Linked DNA regions of Ovis aries: region 2 is linked to region 1. The links are chromatin contacts, called in public Hi-C maps. All regions are on one chromosome and are shown on one strand. Each heading gives the region's core, a stretch centred on a gene start, on an enhancer-like site or on the middle of the called end of the contact. The rest is flanking DNA. Distances are from core to core; before and after follow the strand shown. Region 1 has its middle 31 kb from the start of BOD1L1. Region 2 has its middle 200 kb from the start of BOD1L1.

Region 1 (5,966 bases), core at 3,412-5,911:
CGAGCAGGGGCTAAGTCTAGCTGCAGTGCTCAGCTCTCTCATTGCGGTGGCTTCTTTGGCTGCAGAGCATGGGCTCTAGGGCCCACAGGCTTCAGAAGTTGTGGTGCACAGGCTTACTTGCGGCCTGTGGAGTCTTCCCCGACCAGGAATGGACCCTGCGTCCCCTTATTGGCAAGTGGATTCTTAACCACTGGACTACCAGGGAAGTCCCCGATTAGATCTTAATCTACAGGGGGAGGCCTGAGTTATCCTTCCTCTAAGTGCTTAATGAATAAACTAGTGAGTGAGTCGGTGAAAAGGCAACCACCACGTTCATTCGACCCATCACTCATATCTCAACACATATTTGTAGGACACAGTGCCTTATCTAAACATGAGGCATGAAGAAATAGTGACAGAGAAAAAAAAATAGAGTGATTTGTCCATCCAGGAATGTGAGTGAGGAGCAGGCTTGCTCCAGGCCAGGCACCATGCAAGTCCTGTTGATCCAGCCTTCTGGAACATCCAGAGTGAATATATGCTCAACGCCTGCTCTGGACATGCCCTGCGCTTCCCAGGCCCATCCACGAGGGGGAGCTGTCTTTAATCCTTGACTACATTCCTCTTTGATCATCTCAATGCATCTGCTGGAAAGCAAGATGCACGGTAAGGAGGGCGCAGGGGACCATGACGCCCACCCGAGAGCGCCCGCAGCCCGCTTGAAGCTGTTCTCCTGCAACACCGGATTTCCTCACAGATGACTGTCGTGGCGGGAATTAACGTGTCCCCAGGACAAGGACCTCTGGGTTCAGCTTCCCCTCCTGCAGCTTTGTTTGTTCCTGGACGGGAGGTGGGGGGGTGGGGGGGGGGGGGGGGGGTTGAGGTTGCGGGGGGAGCGCGTTGATAAGCAATATCATAATCAGGACTCGCCGGCTGTGACTTACCGTTCCTTCATTTCTGAATCAGTCATCACATTTTGTTCAAGCTTGCTGCTGCTGCTGCTACTAAGTCACTTCAATCGCTTAGTGCTGACCTATTGCGTTTAACACCACATTCCGCAGCAAAAAAAAAAAAAAAGTATTGCTGCGTCTACTGAGGGAAAACCAGCCAGCTCTTGTTGCTGCTTCTGCAGCAAGTTGAAAAAACGGAGATGTTAAGGATCTTCCCACTTGTTATCTATTGGTTTTGCTTTCCCTTCCTCTACCCTCTTTCCCGCCCTGGTGCCAAGACAACCTGTGTTACTTAAAGCAGCCCTTGGTCTAGACCATCATCCAGCTCCCCCCAACCCTACACACACACCCCACACACAGATTATCAGCCAACAGAGCACCGGGGGACCTTGAGCCAGTCACGTCCCTCTGAGCCTCCTTCTCATCAACTATAAAGCAAGAAAACTGGGTTAGATGATCCCCAGAAAGTTCTGAAATTGCCCAATTCTGATTTTCCCGTGATTCTCTAATGATGCAAAGTCATCAGTTGACTAAGATCGAAGACACTTTAGAAATAATCTGTCCAGCATCTCCATATTTCATTTTCAAACCCTTTCATCACTTTTGCTACACGTACATGCCAGGTACCCTATATGGGCTCATCTATTTTTAGGTTAACTTTTTAATCAAAATGTATTGCAAAGGACATGTTTTACTTCTGTAAACAGAAGATCACAATCATTTGCCATGAACAGAATATAACTAAGAAGGCAACCTAAAAATATTCTAGCTGCCTCCTGTTGTCCCCACAAGGACCTCAGTCTGCTGTTTGCTCCTCTCTGTTGAAACGGCAACATAGCAAGTGTTAAAACGTGGGAAAGAGGGGACTTCCCTGGCTGTCCAGTGGGTAAAACTCCACACATCCACTGTCGGGGGCGCAGGTTCAATCCCTGCTCAGGGAACTAAGATCCCACATGCAACAGCAGGGAGGCCAAAAAAAAAAAAAAAAAACCATGCAGAAGTCATGCTTACCCCCAAGGAGACCTTCTCCTTATCCTACTTAGCGCTGGTCACAAGTCTCCAGGAGAGCTGGTGTTACTCAAACAGGGGATGGACGCCACCCAAGACTATTCCAAAGACCTTCACTATGGGTAAAATGTGCTTCACCACTGTCCTTTGTTTGCTATTGTAATTAGTCCATCCAATGCTGACTCAATCAACAGATGTGAGTGTGAGCAAACTCTGGGAGATAGTGAAGGACAGAGAGGCCTGGCTTGCTGCAGTCCACGGGGCTGCAGAGCTGGACACGACTGAGCGACTGAACAACAACTGCTCCGAACTGTCCATTTCTGCATCTTCACCATCATCTTCATCTGCGGGCATTTGCCAGGAAGTTGGGATGAGAAAGCAGGAGCACTTAGAAACTGTGTTAACCAAGCTCTCGGCCCGACTCACAGTGAGACGGAACAAACTGCAACATTAGAGTTCAGAGCTGAGAATGCTTTATTGCAGGGCCGAGCCAGGAGGGGGGTGACTCAGGCCCTAGAAAGCCTCAAGCTCCCTGCAGGCATTTAGCAGAGCATTTCTAAGAGCCGGGTGAGGGAAGAGGGTCGCAGAGTAAGTGATCAGACCGTGCACAGTTCTCTGATTGACAGCTGGTGAGGGAACAGGTGGTGTCACAGGGGTTAACTTGATCAGGCCTCAGGCTCCAGGAGCCCCAGGGCTTGACCTGTGCTCAAGGTCATCAAGTAGTTAACCTCTTCCTGTTGCCACACCTGCAAAACAACTTAGGAAATTTGCATCGGATACTGCTATCTAGGTGCTTAGAAGAGAAGTTAAATCGAGAGATAAAGGGGAAGGCCTGTCCTGGGAAGGCCCCGAAGGGTCCTGCTACCAGGGTTTTGGTTACAAACACACACACACACACACACACACACACACACACACACACACAAACTATTCCAAAACAATTTGGAAACAGTGCTGTTAACCCCACCCCCACTGTAAGGGGCGCAGGTACAGTCCCTGGTCAGGGAACTAAGACCCCCACATGCCACAGCAGCATGCCAAAACAATAAAAAAAATAAAAATAAAAAACCTGCAAAAGCCATGCTTACCCCCATGGAGACCTTCTCCTTGTCCCACTTGGCATGGGCAAGGGCCACCAGTCTCCGGGGGAGCTGGTATTACTCAACACAAGACTTCCCCAAGTCCACAGCGTCACACAGCTCAAGGAATCTCTGGCCTTGGGCCGTCCAATGTTGCTGCCTTTGCTGAAGGAAGCTCTGCCCAGGTACAACAAAGACAAACGTCTGCTGAACACAGGGGAGCTCCTGAGGTTTCCGCTTCTCCCTTTTGTCTCCTTCCAGACACTGTGTGGAAAGGATGGTGCATGCTCCTGTCAGAGTTGAGCACAGAGGCCAACTTCCCCGGGGAAGCCGGGGCGGGGGGGAGGGGTGGGGCGGCCAGAGAGAGAGCCAAAGGGCCAGCACTGCCTTTGAAGAAGGAAACAGAACAGACTCCATCTTGAAAGCAGGATTCCATCATGGCTGGACTGTGGACTTTGAGCTGTATGCCCAGTATCTATGGAAACGACGACATACCAACAGGAAAATCAGGCCCGCAGAAGGAAGAGCCCTAGGGCTCATACCTAGACTATCCCATCGCCTAAAGGAATACCCTAATTATCTGTGTAACCGCATAGAATCAATCATACATTCTATTATGCTTATTGAGGTATGACCACAGGCCTTCTGATAATTGTCCACTGTTAACTACCTAGGCTCAAGGCAGACGAATGAAGGGTTAACTTTGATTGCATCTTTCTTTTCCTATGTTCAAATTAGTTCCAGAGAATTTGGGGAGGTGGGTTTGAGCACATACACTTAGGGTATATAAGGTTTTCACAAAAGCTGGTCGGAGTCCTTGGCTAAGAGGAGACTCTGCCTTGCACCCGCCGGTGTCATAAACAGCACTCCGGTATCTGCGTTGTCCTTCTGAGTGAGTTTGTTTCCCGGAACGCGTGGCTACAACACCTTCTGTCTGCTTAGGATGGTGCAGGGGAAAAAAACGTGTCAATTGCTCAGCTTTGGATGCAATCTGCCTCCCAATTCTATCTTTTTACAGCAGCATGAATTTGGGCATTGTCCATCACCTGTGAGCTTTCATTTCCTTTTCAAAATGGCTCATGCACGTCCTCATTGTAGTGAATGTGAGAACTCACCCCAGGAGCTCCCCCAGCCAGGCACAGAGGTAACCACTCAGACACGGCTTAGGCTCGTCCCCTTTTAGCTCTTTTTTCCCCACAACATTAGCACTATTTATGGAAGTCCAAAATTCTCCCTTTTTATTTGTTTGTTTGTTTTGCCTTCCAAATTCTGAGTCTTATCTGCAAAGTAAAAGAGAGAGGGAGAGAGAGAAGGCTGTGAGTTTTCATAATCTAAGGGTCTTTTTCTATGACTTGATTATGGAAAGTGATGGATGGGAGCTGAGTGGAATGACAAAAGGGGAGAAAGACAAGAGAGGATAAAAACCACCCCAGCAAACCCAATCACCAGCCCCTCTTGAATAATCATTAAGCAGCCTGTTGGAAGCTTCAAGTCCCATTTTGGGGCTGAGAGAGTAACAACACAAACCTAGAAAATGTGGTACATTTTATCATAGATTTGAATTATCTTGGTTGGTTTTGCCTTTGAGGCTGTGGAGATGGGGAAAAGCACAAAGGAAAACAGGGAAACACTGCCCTCTGCTGCCTGTGTGGAAAATAGCAGCATAGATGCAAAAAAATTTCCATGATCAACTGAAAACACCCACGCCCACAATGTTTGCAAAGGAATCACTCTGACCAACCTGGAAAGCATATTAAAAAGCTGAGACATTAGTTTACCAACAAAGGTCCATCTAGTCAAAGTTAAGGTTTTCCCAGTGGTCATGTATGGATGTGAGACTTGGACTATAAAGCTGAGCACCGAAGAATTGATGCTTTTTAACTGTGGTGTTGGAGAAGACTCTTGAGAGTCCCTTGGACTGCAAGGAGATCCAACCAGTCCATCCTAAAGGAAATCAGTCCTGAATATTCATTGGAAGGACTGATGCTGAAGCTGAAACTCCAATACTTTGGCCACCTGATGACTCATTTGAAAAGACCCTGGTGTTGGGAAGAATTGAAGGCAGGAGGAGAAGGGGACAACAGAGGATGAGATGGTTGGATGGCATCACTGATGCGATGGACATGAGTTTGAGTAGGCTCCAGGAGTTGGTGATGGACAGGGAAGCCTGGCGTGCTGCAGTCCACGGGGTCACAAAGAGTTGGACACGACTGACTGACTGAACCGAACTGATGCACAGATATTTGACTTTGTGGAATGCATTTTCCCATCCAAAGCTGCCTTCAAAGTTTGTACAAATGATCAAAGAACAGAGACATGTCCTCCAATGATCGTGTTCTTCACTGGGCTTTGGTTTCATTTATCTGGACAGAAAATACTTTGATGTGATTTTTAAAAGAAAATGACATAAAAGTTATAAACTGAAAAAAAATCACTTTGTTTTTGCCCTCCTAAACCATACATAGATAGTTTTATTAGATTTTTATATACATACAAGCAAAGGTGACTGTATCATTTTTCCCCTTTCTTTCTCATGCAGTAATTAACTATTCAGTATTTTCCTGCTTTTGTCACATGTCTCAGAGATCTTTTCATTTTAGGACAGAGTAAGTTTCCTTGTTTTTTCTTCACTGACTATTTTACATGTAGAAAGAACATATTGCCAGTTTTGAAACCCTCTACATTGATTACCATCTTGCAAAATGTGAATGATTTAAAAATTTCAATATAAAAGTAACCTCCTTCAGCCCACACTTTCCCACAGACAAACATTGTCCGTGGCCTTTTGTAATAACCTTGCCTCCTGGCTGTATTTTTACTCCGGTCCTCCTGGTGATTAAAATCTCTCACCTTGGTATCCACTGCATTCCACAGCTGAACAGAGCTCCGTCGTCACTGAACTTTAGAAGCTGGTACTCAGAATTAAAAGGGCTTAATGTCACCAAGAATT
Region 2 (6,000 bases), core at 1,966-4,465, 170 kb before region 1:
CAGTCTTCAGTTGGAAAGCCAGTAGAACTATGACCTCCACTGGATTTCAAGTATATAGAGATGGTGAACTAGTCACATGGTGGATGTTCTCTAAATCCCTAGTTCTGTGAATGATTAGGGCTCCCCCAGCGGCTCAGGGTAAAGAATCCTCCTGCAATGCAGGAACCACAGGAGACACAAGTTCAGTCCCTGGGTCAGGAAGATCCCCTGGAAGAGAGCATGGCAACCCACTCCAGTATTCTTGTCTGGAGAATCTCCAAGGACAGAGGAACCTGGAGGGCTGCAGTCCATAGGGTCACAAAGAGTCAGACACAACTGAATCAATTTAGCACACATATGAGCAGAATACTTAGCTTTTATAAATAGGGAGGTAATAAAATGATTTTGAATAATTCCCAGATTAGTGCATTGGCAGCTAAAAATTTCCCAAGAAATTTGTTTAACCTGTGTTTCACTGATTTTTTCAGTTGAGATTAAATTACCTGTAAGATTTCCTATAAAAAGAATTCCAGCTGGAATCTATTTTTCTCTTTCCTCATGCAGGACTTAATTGCATTTTCCAGGCTCTCTTGCAATTTAGTCATGTGACTAGGTCTGAGCCAATATGATGTGAGTGTAAGTGATCTAGGCCAAAGAAACTTCCAGACTCTTCTCTGTTCTTCTCCTTTATGTGGTCAGAGACAAAGAAGGTCCTTGAGACAGCATTGGAAGTTGTATGCGGAAGATGCCAGAACCTCCGCCAACCTGAGTCCCTGAAAGACTGCATGGAGCAGGAATTGTCTCTCTACCACCAACCACCTCTGCTGACCTGGGATATCCTTGTTCAAGTCTTAGGTGAGAAATAATCAAGCTTTCATTGCGTTGAGTTGCTACATTTGTATTTACTTACTTATTTATTGGCCATGCCTCACATCATGCAGGATCTTAAGTTCCCTGACCAAGGGTCTAACCTATGCCCGCTGCATTGGAAGCATGGAGTCTTAACCAGTGGACCACCAGGCAAGTCCTTGAGCTGCTACATTTTTAGGTTCTTTTTTGCAGCAATTTTGCCCACATAAACCATTACCAAGTCATAATGTACTGTGCAACTGCAAAGTATTTTTTTTCAGTATTATTATTCTAAGCTCAGCTCTCTACCAGCTTAATTTTTATGACATACGCCAACCTGTTCATTTTAATAATATGTTCACAATAATAAAAATATCTGCATTGCCACTCTACAATTTCTCTTAAACTGTAACTGTTATCATGACAATTTTAAAGCAAGAAAATTCAGTGGTTCCTAACACCAATTATCCAAGCTTGGATGATCTGATGCAAGAAACAAATAAGTCACACCCTATGAGAGAAGCCACTTATGGACTAGGTTGTTCTCATTTACAACCCATGAAACAAACCCAGAGAACCAAGCAATGGGGTGTGATTTAGAAGCTCCAGGGAGGCCCTCCTCTTTCAGCCTTGTGGAGAAAGGAACACAACTTTAAAAAAAAAAAAATTAATGGTAATTTGGGTTGCCAATGCTATAATAAGGATTTCTAGCCTCTCCTACTTGATTCATCCAAATATCACTGTCAATTATGCTTTGTATGCTGTGGGTGCTCAGTGGTGTCCTACTCTTTGCAACCCTTTGGACTGTAGCCCACCAGGCTCGTGTGTTCGTGAAATTCTCCAGGCAAGAATACTGGAGTGGGTTGCCATTTCCTGCTCCAGGGAATCTTCCCAACCCTGGAGATGGAACCGGGATCTCCTGTGGCTCCTGCCTTGCGGGCAGATTCTTTACCTGCTGAGTCAGCCTTGGAGGCACTGCTTTATTCTTTTGTTCCCAAACTCAAGAGTTCATAACGACTCCAGCTCTTTACCCTGGCTTCCAAGACTCTAGAATCTGCTCCTACTTGGCCTTCAATCTCATTTCCCATCAGACAGAGACCTTTCCACGGAGTGGACTCCCCAGGCTTGACCGACAGCAGGTACTGCCCATCCAGTGATCACACTTTCTCTCCTAGGAAAGGGCAAGTGATGGCTGCCAGTGTCCCTGAGTTCCTACTGCCCTGTGATTGCAGGAGACAGGAAGAGAGTTCCCTTACAGTAATTCTCAATATCATTTCAAAAATACAAGATTAAATCTTCTGTGGCCTCTAGCAGAATCCTCCTGAGCTCTTTAAACCATCAAACCATCTCCATGCCCCACAGATAAATGGAGCTCCTTTACCACCCATGATTCTCTGATCTGGCCCCAAATGACTTACAGGATTCTCCTGTACAAACTACATCCCCTCCTGCCCGATTCTGCTATCATTCTCGATGTGGTCTCACCCTACTGAGTTCTATGTTCCTGACTCCAGTCTCTTCCTGCATGCAATTGAATCCCCCCAACTTTGCCACCCCAGTCACCTCAGAAAATGCTCCTCTCCCAATGCCAGTCCTCTCGGCTTTTACAAATTTCACCCATCACTCTGTCCCATATCTGTGAGAGGACCCCGCAATTCAAACCAGAACATGTAGCAGCAGCTCAGCAAATGTCTGATGATCTCATCACTTTGAATTGTTGAGTTGAGATGTGCAGTAAGTCACTTCAGTCATGTCTGACTCTGAGACCCTGTGGACTGTAGCCCACTAGGCTCCTCTGGCCATGGGATTCTCCAGGCAAGAATCCTGGAGTGGGTTGCCATGCGCTCCCCCAGGGGATCTTCCTGACCCAGGGATAGAACTCGCATCTCTATGTGTCCTCCATCAGCAGTTCTTTACCACTTTTGCCCCCTGGGAAGCCCATGTATCACTCTTTGCACTCCTTTATTTAAATTCCTGATAATAATAATATAATCATTTATTAACTGAGTCCACCCTCAGATTTTCCAGCTCAGCGGTCTGGGTGGAGCCTGAGAATTAATATTTCTAACAAGTTCCCAGAGGGTGAGGCTGATAGTGGGAGGACCATATTTGAGCACCACCACCCTCTGCATCCCCCAGCCCTAAACCAAGTATCTTCAAGCATACTGACAAGGTAAGCCCCCTTACTTGTCAAGGAGGACAATGCTGTGGGCTGGATTCCATCCCTCTCAGCCATCGCAGGAACATCACAGACAAGGAAACGAAAGCTATGAGTCAGGAGACTCTTATTGTCCCCTGTTAAGCTACTGATGGGTTCCTGTGAGGGTGTGGGAGCCAAGCTGAGAAGCCCTGGTGAGTGCTGAGCACAAAGGAGGACGAGCGTTACAGGTGAAATTACAGCAGCTACCAAACAGACCGGCGGCGTGAGTCATGCCAGCGCTATGTGAGAAGCAGTATTACGACAGAACGGATCCCAAGGCCGCTGACAGCTAGCTCTGACAGGCCCTCTTATCCACAGGAACAAAGTACAGGCTGTGCTCTAGGTGAACCTCCAGGGATCGCTTTAGCCCAGATCCCTGACAGTCTAATAGGAGATTTTCCTTTTCATGGCGACGGAGCCGTTCTCTCCTGATGCCTTTCTGAGTATGTGTGTGGCTGATAACAGACTCATTTCCCTCGGAAAATGTCCTTTCCTTCTCTCCCTCTCTCTTTCACAATTCTGGATTTCCTTAAAGGAATGAAAGGGGGAGAGAGAGAATGAAGGAATAAACAGCAATTTTTCATGATATTCCCTTTCCATCTCATGCTGATGGGTCCAGACTATAAACGTCAAGGCCAGGGGACAGCCTCTCACCTGCCTTATTCACTTCCCTGGTGAAGTAGGCACCTGGACAGCCTCATCCACATCCCTCATGGGTACCAAGCTGCCATCATCGTGCGGTCAAGCCCTCCCACCTCTCGATCATCTGATCATCCGGGAGCAGGAGCCAGAGGGCTGCTCCTGGAAGCCACAGGGCACCTGATAGCTGCGGCTGTCCCTGGAATCCTGTGGGAAAGGGGGAAGGGGCAGAGCTGTTCGCCCAGGCTGCTTCTCCTCCATTTATGGCCTCCAGGGTATCCCACCACCTCCCTTGCCTCAAACTGTCTGGGCCTCTCAGATAGCAAGTGACTCATTTTCCATCCATCAGAGATGAGACTTAAATAAATAAAAAGGTACTTCGTGGGGCGGCTGGGCCTAATGATAAGCAATTATAGGAAGCCAAACGAAGGCAGTGCTTTGTGCGGGGCCTGTGAAATTGGTTAAGCAAAAAGAATAATGGCCCGTTTCGGTGATTCATCCCTCTGCTCATTTCAGAGGGAGCATTATCTCAGTTAAGTGATGCAATTAATATGAAAATGAGAGAATCATTGTTTAAGGAGATGAGAGGGAAGCGGAGAGGGGGCCGGATGCCACAGTGGAAGAATAAGGGCCACTGAGATGGAAATTTGCATAGGTCAGTAGCAATGTGGCGCCTCTAGCACAGATTCATAGCTTAGTGTGCATTGTAATACATCGCCATTAAATTCTCATTATGGTGACCTGTGTCTAACACAATTCAATTTTTCAGAATCTTAATGATAAAAAGTTAATTACACTAAGGTGAACACCTTTTGTACTGGGCCTTAAAATAAAACATAGAAAGGGCATTGTGAGTACCTCAGGACACTGCCAGGGAAGGTTGAGGGGGGGTGTTAAATTACTGTTTTATTAACCATAACATGATTTGCAGGTTGATTGTGTGTGTGTGTGTGTGTGTGTGTGTGTGAGCTTTGCAGATCTTTTGTAATGAAGTCAAGAGTGATAAATAAGGTGTTTGCCTCTTCACTTTTCTTTTTTGCTTCCCTGCTTCTCTGTTGGTATTTTTCCACTCAGTAGCTGGCAGACAGTATTCCAAGGGCCGGTTAACATCTTTGGACGTAGAAAAGGAAGAGGACAGGGATTGAAGTGGAGTGTGTGGTGGAGAGCTCAGAGGGTCATGAGTCATGGTGACAGGTGGGGGCTGTCACCAGCTCACTCTGTGTTTTGGCCATGGCGTGTCATACCCAAAGGGCTCCAAGCAGAGATGGGGAAAAGAGCATGACCTGGTTTTTACAGCACAGAATCACCTGTAGCTGCTGCCTCTTTTCTGCTCTGTGTTGCCGACTTTAAAAAATGTACAGTGTGAGAGTTTCAAGTTAGGTTTTATTTGGGCCCAAATAAGGAATAGCTCAGGAGAGCACATTTCAGATAGCTCTGAGAAACAGCTCCAAAGAGGTAGAGGGAAGGTCAGTATATATGTGACTTCAGTGAACAGGGAGTTCACTCAATCAAGCACATATTTTTGCAGGTTTCTGCTAGTCACGGGAAGCAGAGGTCACCATGAAGGACTTTATTGCTTTTCTAGATGTGAGGAGATGCAAGAACTGGGCTCGTAAAATCAGCTCTTGAAAATATCTAAGACCTGTTCTGCCAGATTTTCCAGAGCACAGAGAGTACCTCATTTCTGATCTCCATTCTGATCTCCTTTCAGGGGGTGTTGAAGGTCAGCAACTGCAGCAGCTCCTAATTTAATCTTTGTAGAGGTAGATGGGAAATGCCCTTGGCAAGTGCCAATTAGTAGTTGACAATGCCTTTGATCCAATTATCTAAACTCTCAGGGTTTTAGCATCCTCTTGGGAGAAAAAGATCATGTTACCTTTCTTGAGGGAATTGCTCTGAGGATTTGGGATCAAGAATATACCCTGGAGCCAAGGCATTGTGCTCTGGGGAAGAGAGAAACCTCGGATTGAGATTCTCCCTACCCAGGCCACTGCTGTGTGGAGATCCCAGGATAGGGAGGGAACCCCCATCACCATGACTGGCCAGGAGGCAAAAACTTTAATGGAAGACTTAGAGGGGTAAGAAGTGTTAAGTAGTGAGAAAAGGAAAAAGGAGTCCAGAATGGTGGAGACTGAAAGACAAAGAAGGGAAAAGCTCCCAAAAATAGAACAAAGGAAGGTCCGAGGACCAGAGTGAGAACCTCAGGAAAACAAACAGCCCTCCTGGCTAGCCCAAATTACATAGGGTAGGCTCAGGGGGAGGAGAAAAAAGCATATCAAAAGAGGAGCCAAAATTGGGCCATGGGTTTCTCTTCTCTGCATCTTTTGGGTCAG

What was found. A called contact is a pair of places that touch in the nucleus more often than the background predicts.
Region 2: a contact with region 1 is called in a Hi-C map of hypothalamus, with 5 times the contacts expected there. The contact joins two enhancer-like sites. A contact is called at or near these places in 3 of 16 Hi-C or Micro-C datasets (hypothalamus, liver and tail adipose tissue).

Annotation. Positions count from the first base shown.
Region 1 is chr6:109,515,521-109,521,486 of ARS-UI_Ramb_v3.0, reverse strand. No RefSeq gene overlaps it. Among named protein-coding and RNA genes, the nearest start is that of BOD1L1, 31 kb to the right of the region's middle. Within about 2 kb of position 4,661, at least 6 of the 54 cell types and tissues checked have an H3K27ac peak or open chromatin away from gene starts, as enhancers often do. A contact at or near this core is called in hypothalamus, where this site is marked.
Region 2 is chr6:109,682,781-109,688,780 of ARS-UI_Ramb_v3.0, reverse strand. It overlaps the pseudogene LOC106991216. Among named protein-coding and RNA genes, the nearest start is that of BOD1L1, 200 kb to the right of the region's middle. Within about 2 kb of position 3,215, at least 17 of the 54 cell types and tissues checked have an H3K27ac peak or open chromatin away from gene starts, as enhancers often do. A contact at or near this core is called in hypothalamus, where this site is marked.